Linked DNA regions of Callithrix jacchus: region 1 is linked to region 2. The links are chromatin contacts, called in public Hi-C maps. All regions are on one chromosome and are shown on one strand. Each heading gives the region's core, a stretch centred on a gene start, on an enhancer-like site or on the middle of the called end of the contact. The rest is flanking DNA. Distances are from core to core; before and after follow the strand shown. Region 1 overlaps RICTOR (RPTOR independent companion of MTOR complex 2). Region 2 holds the start of RICTOR (RPTOR independent companion of MTOR complex 2).

Evidence for each region. Hi-C and Micro-C count contacts between places; a contact is called where the count stands out from the background.
Region 1: a Hi-C map of skeletal muscle shows a contact between it and region 2, with 4 times the contacts expected there. The contact joins the enhancer-like site here to the promoter of RICTOR in region 2. A contact is called at or near these places in 2 of 3 Hi-C or Micro-C datasets (both in skeletal muscle).

What each region holds. Positions count from the first base shown.
Region 1 is chr2:166,559,214-166,565,646 of calJac240_pri, forward strand. It overlaps RICTOR (RPTOR independent companion of MTOR complex 2), which reads left to right. Exons shown (of 39, transcript XM_078365551.1): 7 at 3,097-3,160. Among named protein-coding and RNA genes, the nearest start is that of RICTOR, 77 kb to the left of the region's middle. Within about 2 kb of position 3,683, at least 1 of the 16 cell types and tissues checked has an H3K27ac peak or open chromatin away from gene starts, as enhancers often do. A contact at or near this core is called in skeletal muscle, where this site is marked.
Region 2 is chr2:166,482,262-166,489,226 of calJac240_pri, forward strand. It overlaps RICTOR (RPTOR independent companion of MTOR complex 2), which reads left to right and starts at 3,109. Exons shown (of 39, transcript XM_078365551.1): 1 at 3,109-3,179; 2 at 3,350-3,397.

The DNA of each region.
Region 1 (6,433 bases), core at 2,433-4,932, 78 kb after region 2:
ACTATGTCTAGTGGTTTATCATGTGCATGATTTATGGACTTTGTCTACTGTAATTATTTGTATGTGTTTATGAGTTTGTCTTCTCATTACTAGCTTCCTAATACTGGAATTTGTTTGCTCTTTTGCTATTTGTATTCTGTTTGTCACATATGTTCTTTGTTCTTGTATTTCTCCTTTTTTTGTTTCTTTTGAAATAATAAGTAATATTTTTCCTCTTTTAGTGTCTGGTGGATTAAGTCTTCTTCTTTTTAGTAGTTGTCTTAGAGTTTGGAACGTGTATCCTTGATATATTAAGTTCTGCCAGTCATCTTTTGTCTGTAAATTCCTCTATTTTACCTTCATGTTCCGAAGGCTGTTTTCATTACCGCTTATTTATTTTTAAATGCTTCAATTACTGTCTTCTGGATTTCTTTCTCTTTCTTTCTTTCTTTCTTTCCTTCCTTCCCTCCCTCCCTCCCTCCCTCCCTCCCTCCCTCCTTCCTTCCTTCCTTCCTTCCTTCCTTCCTTCCTTCCTTCCTTCCTTCCTTCTCTCTCTCTCTCTCTCTCTCTTTCTTTCTTTCTTTCTTTCTTTCTTTCTTTCTTTCTTTTTCTTTTCTTTTTTCCCTCCCTCCCTCCCTCCCTCCCTCCCTCCCTCCCTCCCTTCCTTCCTTCCTTCCTTCCCTCCCTCCCTCCCTCCCTTTTCTTTCTTTCATGGTTAAACAGTAAGTAGCTTATTTGGAATATCTCTTTTTACTTCTGGCTGCTTTAAAGATTGTTTTTCTCTGTTATATATTCTGCCCTGTTGACTGGGACTCCATCTGTACACATGTTGAATCTTTTCATTGTCCTACATTTCTGATGCTGTTACTGTGGTTTTCATCCTTTTGCTGTGATGAATCTTTGTACTTCAGTATGCCTACTCTCTACTTATATTTATTAAAAATCTTCTACCCTGCTAGTAAATTACTCTCATGAATTCTTAATTTCAGTTATGATTATTTATGGTTTATTTTAGTTTTATTTAAAGATTTCAAGTCTCTGCTTTATTTCTTCATCTTCTGTTTAGCATATTAACCATAGTTATTTTGAAGTGTCCCCTCTGACAACTCCAATATGTGACTCACCTGTGTTCTATTTGTAGTGCCATTATTTTTCTTAGTTTTTGGTTCTTGGTCCTGTTTTAAACCGTGCCTCATATTGTCTGATAGAATCTGAACATTGATATTAAAATGTTAGGGTTGGGCTTGGTGGCTCATGCCTGTAATTCTGGCACTTTGGGAGGCCGAGGCAGGCAGATCACTTGAGGCCAGGAGTTCGAGACCAGTCTGGCCAACATGGCAAAACCCCATCTCTACTAAATAAACAAAAATCTGGCTCAAGCCTGTAATCCCAGCACTTTGGGAGGCCGAGGCGGGTGGATCACGAGGTCAAGATATCGAGACCATCCTGGTCAACATGGTGAAACTCCGTCTCTACTAAAGATACAAAAAATTAGCTGGGCATGGTGGCGCGTGCCTGTAATCCCAGCTACTCAGGAGGCTGAGGCAGGAGAATTGCCTGAACCCAGGAGGCGGAGGTTGTGGGGAGCCGAGATCGCGCCATTGCACTCCAGCCTGGGTAACAAGAGCGAAACTCTGTCTCAAAAAAAAAACAAAAAAACAAAACACCAAAAATCAGCCAGGCATGTTGGCATGCACCTATAATCCCAGCTACTCAGGAGGCTGAGGCACCAGCTCTGTCTCAAAAACAATTAAAAAAAAAATCCCCCCAAACAAACAAAAAAACAAAATTGTCTCAGGATCATGTTATTTTCCTTTTAAGAGAGTTAAGTTTTGTTATAGAATGTTGGCTTATTACACTGATTCTGCTAAAGTTAAGATTTGCCTTTGCTCCTAGAAGTGGCTATTTGGGATCTCAAGTTACAGTGTAGATATTGAGCAGAATCTTTTTACCTTAACCAGTCTTGAACCCTAACCCATTTCTTAGAGTACTGTGTTCCTGCTAACATCTATACCCTGTTCCTTTGTTTTTTAGAGTGTAATTCTGCTTTTGCACAGTGCAGCTGATGACAAGTGTTGTGGAGAGAATTCTGCATGCAGATTTTAGTTCACTTTCTTCCGTTTTCTTCTCGAGGATTTTACCCCTCAAGTGCCAACTACTTTGGCTGTTCTGAAGTTAAACTTGTATCTTTTCAGTACAGCCAGATTTCTGCTTTCTGTTAGGACTCTGCCCACAAGGCCAGAGATTGACAAATGCACCCAGGGAAAAAGTCTGGTTGATAGTGGAGCTACTTATGCTTCGTTTTTCAGAGATTATTCTTCATTGCCCTTTGAACAGTTGTTTTATACTGTAAATTTTTTAAAAAAACCTTTATGGTAGTTTTTGGCAGGATACTCAACCTCGCATCTCTATCATGGCCAGGAATGGAATTCTGTGTCCATTTATATTTTAATAGAGTTGCCTTAGATTAATTGTATTCAGATAGAAGAAATGCTTTTTGAATAGCAAACTCTCTCTATATAAAGCATTGATTAGAATAATGAACTGTCTAAATAAAACTTATGCTTCTACATAAATAAAAGATGTTCAAAATTGGATAATTTAATAAATTTTACAAAGAAATGTCAGTTTGGTGATATTTGTTTGGACATCAATATTTGAAGTGAATTAAGAATTCAGATTATATTTTGGTAAAATAGAATTTTTATGGATAGTGCCTAATTTAGCTTAAGCCCTGGTTAAAATCTGAATTAAATGAAAACAGCCTTGAACTATTGTTCTTTACAATTTTTATAAAATGTCTGAATTTTATCATGGATAAGTGAATTTTTTTAGTAGACTTTTTATGCTTTATTTTTTCTTTATAAATAGATGTAGTCTTATAAATTACTGTTCTTTGCTGAGGTTTTAAAAGAAAAAATTGGTCTTTTAAATGACAGATATTTATCACTAGAGTTATTAGGTTAATTAAATATATGCTGGTACTGAGAAATCATATACTAAAACTTTAATATACCATATTGACATTGTGAAAATGCGTCTCATCTAGCAGTATTATTATACAAAAAGTTGTTTAACAGAATTTTATCAATGATTTATATTTTGTGTATTGTTTAGGTGCATTGACATACAACAGAGCAACGAGGTAGAGAGGACACAAGCACTTCGATTAGTCAGAAAGGTATGCTCTATGTGTGAGAGTAAAAGGCAAATTTATGGTTTTTATGTTTACATTTTAAAATTAGACTGTTTTGTGAAATCTTTATTAAGATTAAAGACTAAACTTTTATTAAACATTTATATTACAGTTATATATTAAATAAATTCATTAAACTTTGAGGTAAACATAAATCTTTTGTGAAATTCTATGTGATTGGGTATAGCTAGGACATTATTTCTTATAAATGTTTACTGTGAAGACTATTTCTTCCTCCAATAGACATGTAAATGTAATTACTGCTTTGATAAGTTACTGGAGAGAGAGGATTGCTTGCTCCCCATCCTGATTTTCTCTTAATTAATACTATTAAATGGATGTCACAAATAGAAGTTTATTGTTTTGAAGATGAATTTGGATACAGTCTGTGGGCAGTTGCAATAAACAATTCAGGCCCTTGTACAGGATAAAAGGTCATAGCCTAAACTCCCGAAGATTGAGTGTTAAGGACAATCCATAATGCTTCTCTTGAGAGGCCTTCAGGGAGTGCTTTGTTGTTTTACTTCATACCCTAATGGTGGAACAAAGAGAGTGAACTGAGAGTAAATTTGGTTGGGACTCAGCCTGAGTGAGATAAGTGTCATATTTCATCTTAATGTTTCATGAGAATCATGAAGTATATGTTTGTTTGCATAAAGACATCTAAAAATACTTACCAGTTGAATTTTCTAGTTCTTTATTTTCCCCCTTCCTTTCAATTTAGTGCATGTTCCAAAATGGTGTACTGTTCAATTCCTGTGTTAGCTAGGGTTCCCTCTTCTTCCCTTTTCTTAAAATTGTCTACCTTGTAGTTAGTAATAGTACCCACAGGTGAGCATAGAAAGGAACAAGTAAATGGATGTGTTAAGTCTTAAAAGAAGTCTGATATTTAACTAAGAATGATACTGGAGATTAGATTAGGAGACTATTGTTATAGGTGAACTGTTACACTAGGATTGTAATTTGACTTTTCAAATTCAGATTTTAAAAATGTACTGTTTTTATTTATACAATTCTTCCTTCTATGACTGAGAATTCAAGATAAAACAAAATTTGGTTTTGAAGAACCTAGAACAATTTTTTGATTATTTGGGTTATATATGTCAGAATTTATCGTATTTGGAATAAAAATATATATTAATATGTTTAATAAACACATTAAATACAAACAACATTCTTATGAAACTGTATTTTTTTCTTTTTTCAATAGTTTTTGGGGAGCAGGTGGTTTTCAGTTACATGGATAACTTATTTAGCGGTGATTTCTGACATTTTTGTGTACGTATCACCCAAGAAGTGTACACTGTACCCCATATGTAATCTTTTTGTACCTAACCTCCTCCCAAACTCCCCCACCACCTCCAGTCTCCAAAGTTCATTTATCATTCTTATGCCTTTGCGTACTCATAGTTTAGTTCCCACTTATAAGCAGGGAACATACAATATTTGGTTTTTCATTCCTGAGTTAACTTGACTTACAATAATGGCCTGCAGCTCCATCCAGTTGCTTTAAAAGACATTATTTCCATTGCTTTTATGGCTGAGTAATATTACATAGTGTATAACACCACATTTTCTTTATCAACTCATTGGTTGATGGACACTTAGGAATGTCTGTATTTTTCAAAAAATGAAATTAATGAGAAGAGTGCTATTGTTTTAGAGTTTTGCAACTCTCTTTAATTTTGTTTTGATATACAAGTCAGTTGGATTATCATATTTGCTTCTGCATTCAGTCTGTTGTGATTACACATGTGGTGGAGTCCCTAGAAAACTTTAATACACACTTGTGAGAAAATAAAGGTAAAAAGGACAAATAACGTCTTTTTATTGCTATGCAGAATTTCCGAAATTATCTTAAGGACCTCAGAATTTCCTGGTCTACATTTTGAGCACTACTGCTCTAGAGACTGCTGTCGGAAGAAAAGACAATTTCAAATGGATTCAGACCAATTAATTCAACTTGGGATTTTATAGTAAATGTTTTACTTCAGTTTTCTATTTTTGCACAAGTTAAAATTGAATTTAAAGTAGCTCAGTTTTTAATTGCTTAAAAGTAATTTAATAGCACCATAACAAAAGTATCATTTCATTTGGTTGTCTTCTGAAATGCAGAGTAGTTGACTCACATACATTTGTGAATTGTAGAAGAGGAAAATTACTGGTATTTGGTAGTGGGATATAGGATCAGAGGAAGAATTGTGGCACAGGGCCTTTCCTTGGTTTCAGCTAAAAAGGTTAGAGTGAGAGCACATTTGCTGAACGAACAGTGGCCTCTATCGGCCAGAGAAACTATAATTTCATTAGTACTTTTACTATCTGAAGCACACTTTTTTTTTTTTAAAGTAAAACCTTGGCAACAGAATTATAGGATGAGTATTTCTTATTCAAAGTGCTTGGGACCTGAAGTATTTTCCATTCCCATTGGATTTTTTTGGGGTTTTGGAATATTTTTGTATATACAATAAGATCTTGTGAATGAGACCTAAATCTAAACACAGAATTCACTTATGTTTCATATACACCTTGTACACATATCTTGAAGGTAATTTTGTATAATATTTTTAAGACTTTTGTGAATGAAACAAAGTTTATATACCTTGAACCATCAGAAAGCAAAGTTATCAGATGCTGAATTTTCTACCTCTGGCATCACATCAGTGTTCAAAAAGTTTTTGATTTTGGAGCATTTTGGATTTTCAGATTAGGGATGCTCAACCTGCAGTAGAAATTAATGTTTAATATTATAATTACTATATCACTGAGATTTTTTTGTATGCATTCCAAAAACTCTTAAAATTTATAATAAAAGTATTAGTCTGTTATATCTTAAAGGATAAGGAAAAACATTTTTTGCTTTAGGATAGCTTACACTATAATTAAGGAATTCTTATGTTACTTTTTCTCTTATTTTACCCATCTCATTCATTTGGAAATTTTCTGTCTTTCTGCTGTTTTCTTTTCCATGTTTTTAATTTTTTTTTCTCTCTCTCCCCCTTCCAATGCAGGCAGCTCTTTTCTGGCTTTATCTCTTATTTTTAGCGTAATTTTTCTACTAGTCAGTTGTTACTATTCTTCTCCTAATCTTATTTAAATTCTGCCTGTTGCCCACTTAATTTGAGCTGTCATTTTATTTATATATAATTTTTTTATTCATGTAATAAGGAATTAATTCCACAAACATTTTACATTTGAAAGAGATTCATTGGGTGGAATCACAAGCCTTTGATACATTACATAGCAAGATAGTGGCAAAGC
Region 2 (6,965 bases), core at 1,859-4,358:
GATGTCTGAAATGTGTGGTTTAACTACAAAGAAAAATTACCAAGAAATAGTCTGACCAAATTTTGCGGTTTTTGACTTGCTTTATCGTCAAATGGCCTATGTATCAAGGCAGAGACATTAAAAGGAACTAAGATTTTGATAAAGCTTTTGTTTCTTTTCAGTATTACAACTGTATCCCAAACTGATAAAATATGGTTTATAAACTAGAATTATTAACTACAGGCAAGAGGGTAGAGAATAGAACCAAGGGAGTGACTATGAATGGAGTAATTGTATCTTTAGAATCAAGCAGTTATCTTTCAAAGGTATGGTCCTGGACTCGATCTTCTCATAGAACATTTTTTATCAATGACTAACACTACTAGAAAAAAAGTCATTGACACAGCAAATGAAACCTAGCTGGGAAATGAAAAGTAGAAGAGGAAGTCACATTCTCAATGACCAGATTAGAATCAAAATAAAAATTGGAGAAGTAGTAAGAAGTAAACAAAATGTGTAAGTCATATGGGTGGGCTAAAAGAAGCAAGGAAGAGAAACAAGTTTCAAAACGAGGAATAGCTAGCAATTGGCAAGTATTAAAGAAGAAAACTTAGGGGTTTTAACAAGCAGTCTGACTACCAGCAATAAGGAAGTGCCATTGTTTAAAAAGCAAACACAATATTATAAAATGTATTCCTTACCAAAATTTGCCTCAACTTCTGCTTCCTAGTTGAGTGTCACTTGCAAACACTAAGAACTTGTTTTTTACCAGACCTGCCATTCAGTTTAAGAGCTAATATGGAGAACCTAACCACTCAAATGACTGAAACAGTAACAGAGAAAAAACTAGTTTCAATGTAAGATTGAATGCCATTTTTTTCTCCTGCAAGAAATGGAGTAATTGAATAACTGTTGTTAATAGAAGCATAGACTTATAAAATACTACTGGATTTAGGCACTTATGTACCTCAAGTAACCTAAAAGTAGATTAGTTGTACTCAACTTTCATAAAACACTGAGAGAAAATGAAGTTAAATTGTATTAGGAAGGAGTTAATTTAGAATATACAGGGATTTAAAAATACAATAAAAAATATCGGTTGGAAGTCAGAACAACTCTAAGAATCCATTATAATTTCTACCGATACATTCCTACTTTTCAATAAGTGTGAAATGTGGTGATACATGGAGGAGTGAAATCTAAAATTTTTCATGTCTCAGCCAGACCTCAAATTATGTGATTTCTGTTTTAGGCAGTAGCTAGAATAAATAAATTGCACCAAGATTTTTAAAGCTATAACAGAGGGAGCACATTTGTTGGTATTAAAACTACCTCTGGCGATGCCAGGAGATGTTTCTTTGAAGCACTGTAATTGTGTTACATCCTTAACTGAAGTGCAGTATCAGCTGCAGATATCTGAGTGTTGACTTGATTTAAAAAAAAACAACAAAAAACCTGGATTATATAGACAATGGGCAATATCCTAAGGAAGCAGTGCTCCTATTTTTTTTTCTGGATGATGCTACTTTTTAACATTTATTTTAAAAATGATATATATTAACTATAGGACATTTAAAAAGTAGAGACAAGCAAACAACAAAAAAGTGCACGTGTAATTCTACAAACGAGGGGAGAAAATCAGTTAACATTTTTACATATATTTTCAGACTTTTTTCAACGTACATGTATATATAAAATATTTTATAAGGTATATTTTAATTTCGTATGTATTTAAACTTTATAAAAACAGAAAATTTGTAATCTTTGCTTAACATCATGAACATTATTTCCTATTACTATTACTAAGTCTACCTCGTCACTTTAAATGGTTGAGATAATTTACATAATCCCTAACTTTGGACATTTACGTGTTTCCAAATTGTTATTAATAACTTCAATAAATATCCCATATACATATACATATATATATATATATATATATATACATGTATTTTAAAGCAAGCAGAGAATTGGAACAAAGAAGAAATGCAGGGCATTTACTCATCTAACAGGTATTTACTGAATACTTATTTGTGCCAGATATTGCATTAACTAGGAGCTGGTAAAACAGAATGGTTAAAGCAAGATCTCCACTTTTAATTAACTTTCAGTCTTATGGAATAGAAAGATGAGCTGAGGAACTGGAGGGGACAAATCACTCATCCTCTCTTTAAAATAAATGTAGTTTAAGAAAGCTACTGGGTCAGTGGGCAGATGTATATATATTAACTAACTAAGCAGTTTCTAGAATTAAAATCCCTAATGTTAATAGGCTTATGCATACAATAGATTAATCCCCAACATCTGCATGAGCCACGCTCCTAGGACCTACAGAGACAGAAAAGCCGGACACAATACCCAGCAGTCTGGCCTCGATTCCTAGCAAAGGAAACCCCTCTCCCCGGCCTCCCGGCGCTGGCGCGATCCCACCGCGGGGACTGCCGCCCGCGTCCCCCTCCGATGCACCCCCTTCTCGCGTCCTATGCCTGGCGGCCACAAAAAAAAAAAACAAAACCGCCCAACCGCTTCCACTTGGAGAAGCCCTCCTAGCCGAGAGGGGCGTTCTGAAAGATCAAGGGCAAGGCTGGAAAACAAACTTTGTTATGTGTTAACTTGGTCGGAGCAAAGCGATTCCAGGAAGGGAGACTAAAACTGCGCAGCGTTTTTATAAAAATTGTTTCAATGGATGAACGGGGGAGTGGGGCCGTCTACGGCAGGGCTTGAGAGCAAGCAGGACACTCGCAGGCCGGCGATGAGCAGGTGGCCCGCCGGTCGCATCTCGGCCTCCTCCTCCTCCTTGCTCGCCTCCGTTTGGACGACTGCTTCCGCGGCGGCCAGAGGGGAGCATCCTTTACGCTGCCAACTCGCATCAATGGGACTTTCCTCGTGGGAACTGCCCCTCCCGGCGGACTTGCCCTCCGGGTCTGGCGTGGGCGGGCAGGCGGGCAGGCGGGCGCTGCGAACTCAGTGCAGACCTTGGATTTGTTCCGCGCTCCCTCCGCGCCGGGACCGAGCCTACACCACCCGCACAGCCGTCGCCGCCAAGGGGGCGGGGAAGGTGCCGCGGGGGGCGGGCGCGGCGCGCGGGGAGGGGAAGGGGTTCTCGCGCGATTGGGCGAGGTTTCCGGTGTTGTGACTGAAACCCGTCAATATGGCGGCGATCGGCCGCGGCCGCTCTCTGAAGAATCTCCGAGTACGAGGTAAGCCCGCTGCAACCCTCACTCTCCACCGCCCGGCGCCCGCCACCCCCTGGCACTTGCCTTCCCCTGGCCGTGGGTGGGGAGCGAGCCGGGGCGCTGGCCGGAGCCAGGTCAGCCGCAGCTGGCCTGCGAGCGAATCCTAACTGGGGTTGTGTGTCTGTTTCGCGCAGGGCGGAATGACAGCGGCGAGGAGAACGTCCCGCTGGATCTAACCCGAGGTAACGCGGGGCGCCGCGGGCACAGGCGAGGGCGCGCTGCTGGGGAGGAGCCGGGCCCGGGGCTTGGGGCCAGAGGCGGGGGCGGGCCCCACACGGGACCGGCGGGGTGCGGTGGGCAGAGCCGGAGCCCCGCCTGCCCGCGGGAGCCGAGCCCGGGGCCGCCTTGCCGGACCCGCCTCGCCGGACCCATCCCCCTTCCCGGCTCCCGCTTCCCTGGCCCGAGCCCTTCTCCGGGCCTCCGGCTGCTTGCGGGTGCGGGGGAGCCCCGAGTGGAACTCGGCGGACCCGCCGACCCTCTGGGCTCGAACTCCGGCGGAGCGGTTTGCACCTATCCCGGAGTCCGGCAGCCAAGCTGGGGGCAGCCAGAGGGAGGTAAAGGCTGTTATTTAGGTTGCAGGAGGATGTTTGAGGGATGAGCGACCACATCCTGCCCTCCCCATCCCCGGAGCAGAAGCCGGACCTACTCGGTGTTTGCTGACTGCGTGACTCTTTTCCCCTTTGCCCACAGCCCTGTGGGGACCCGCAGCATTGATAACTCGACAGTGAAACCTGGAACTGGTCATTACTGCTAACTGGTTTATGCTGTTTCCCTTCTGCTTCCCTTTCCCGGGCCGCTGGGACTGTAGTTGGCAAAAGACCGCCCCCTCGCCCTGCTGCAGGTTCATTGTTTACCTTCTGCAGTGGAGATGGGTTTGTTTACACCTTTCGAACTGGGGAAACCCGGGTTATATTTTTAATGACCTAATCCGGTTACTAGCCAGTGTTTCTTCTATCACTCACAGTACTAGAGTTTATTCGACATTATCTCGTTGAAGAGTTAGTAGTTACGTACAAGATTCTTTTCTCTTCCACGGTAAACAGGATTTAGTCTACTGATTCTGACGAAGTCATACACGGGCTGTAGCTTGAAGTGTAACCGGGCTAAACTGTGCAGAATCCGTTTCTGAGATCTGTAAAACGCCTTAGGAAGTAAAAACAACAACAACAAAACTTGTTGTAAACATTCTGTATGAGCTATTTTTTACCCTATACTGTGCTTGACGTAATGACTCTTATCTACAGTAATTTGTCAAACCTGGGCTCGTTGTTCGCAATGGCTCATCTCTAGAGGGAAAGCATAGTGTATTTTCTAATTTGTTTTATTTTGCATATCACAGTGTAAGATTACTGTTTTAAAAACTGAATGGTCAGCTTTCATTGGCTACAAGAGTACATGTTTGTTACTTAATATTTTATTCTGAAAGTTCAAGGACTTAGTTTCGGGTGAACTAAGACCTTTTGCAAGCACCGTTTCTAAAATATAATACAATGTAATAGAGCTTAAATCCTGGAAATGGCTGCTAATTAGATTATCAATGCGCTAATTTCCAACGGTTTTTCAGCAGATAGGTTTTGAGAATTAGTATAAAAAGACGTAAAGCTTTTGACTTCTGTACAGCAGTTTGGAAACTTGACTAAATATAACACACGTGAAAAATCTATATAAAATAGATTTACTAGTAAACTTCCTAACAAATAAGGATAATTCCTACAATTTCAGGTTTGTAAAAGATGTAATTAGTGAGTGATTTAATTTTTATAGCGGCATTTCTGTTTTTCGATGAAGGTGAAAGGAGCACTTAAAAAACTTGAGTTTATCTTGTGCATTAAAAACCTGCTTAGATGTGGTGCTGGAAATACATAGTTGTTTTAAATTGAGTTCGTCGAGCTCCTATATATAGTGCTCTGTTTACTATTTAAAATGCTGTATTAACTGAGCATTTAGTAAGCACCTGTGTCCATAGGTGTTTCCAGGTTAATATAAACAGTGCAGAAAATGCTGTTTCTGCTTGCCCTGACAAAATGTACTTCAGTTTGGTATAAAATATACATAGCCACTTAAAACTGATTGCAACAATTGTGAGAGATTGTATGAGATCTGTATTTCTTAATCATAAGAAGTTTAGAATTAATCTGAATTAGTCATTTTATAGTGTTACTATTGTTTTAAAAAGTTGCTGTTGTGACAAACATTTCATTGTTCAAAGTAGGCTTGAAGAAAGTTCATGAGGAATTAAAGTTTAGTAATAATTTGAGAACTGTGAGGCAGTTTGGGTTGCAGCTGAAGGGCAGCTGTTTGTGGATTAGATTACAGTATGTAAAAAGATAAAGTTTGGGGAATGAAAATTTTTTTTTGTTTAACGCCAAGGCAGTGTTTGCTTTTATTCTCATTATTTTAATTTAATCTTTGAGAGATTCATTGTATAGATACCTAATGAAGCTCATTATAAAATAGAGGTCATGGTCATTATAATACCTAAAGGAGCCATCAATGTGTAGTGAAAACATAGTTGACTATAAAATCACATCATTCTGGGTTATAACCTCAGCTGTGAGGTTTAATAGTTGGGTGATTTGGGGCGTTATTTGACCTCGCTTAACCCCTGATTTCTTCATTTCTAAAAGAAGAGATAACTTCAAAGGGTTATTAAGAATGTGAAAAGTGAATGAGCTAGTTGTTCATTAAAGTACTTGGTGTAAGACCAGGTACTTTGTGATATTTAACATTAGTTGCTATTCTACATTGTGAAATCAGAATGTTAAAGCTCACATTAAAAATACTTCAAACAGCAGGGCATGGTGGCTCACGCCTGTAATCCAAGCACTTTGGAGGCCAAGGCAGGTGGATCACCTGAGGTCGGGAGTTCAAGACCAGCCTGACCAACACGGTGAAACCCCATCTTAAAAAAAAAAAAAAGTAAAAAAAAAAAAAAATACTTCAAACAATTGTTTTGAGTATTATAAACTTGTTAATAAGGAATTATGGTATTTGAACTTTTTTTTGAGACATACTGTTGTGATTATTAGGTACAGTCTATCTAAGGTAGAGTTCTTGAATATAACAACTGTAAAAAAGTAATCTGTGACATTACCAATAAATTAAGTCTGAGTGAAGTGCAATCTGTTATATTCACTTAGGATAAAATGTGATACTGTATTTGATAGAACCTTAGAATTTTTCTCCCTGACACCAGGAAATGGCATACTATTTTAGTAATGACTTGGCCAGCCTTACAAGCTTCTTGAGACCCAGAAGACATTTCATTGGTTTTGGTACTGGTGTTAGTGCTGTGGTTCATCCATAGAGTGCCTCAGTTAAAAATCGATGGATTAATTTTTATCTAGTTTAGGAACTTCATTGTAGTAGATTTTACAGTGTATTGGTAGTTGTTGCTTTCAGTTTTGTTTAGACAACTACTTAATTTTGAAAGTCCCCAATATTTGCTAATGATACTATTAAATACCGTTTATAATGCATGCCAAAATGTATTTTGAAACCCAAATGCTTCCATTTGTACTGCAAGGATAGACTCTTATCAGTCCAGTAGTGCATCTCTTACAGGTACTGAGTCACTTGAAAAGATACTATGTTCTTCCTGGGTAAACCCCTCCTGGTAGACTTTTGCTATTGTGTTCAAAGTGAATTCCCAGAATATGGACACACTAGTTGAAATATTATTAAAATATAATTTATTTAAAAGTACAGTTGAGTTTTGCAATGTTTGATTAACCCCTTTACATTTCTACT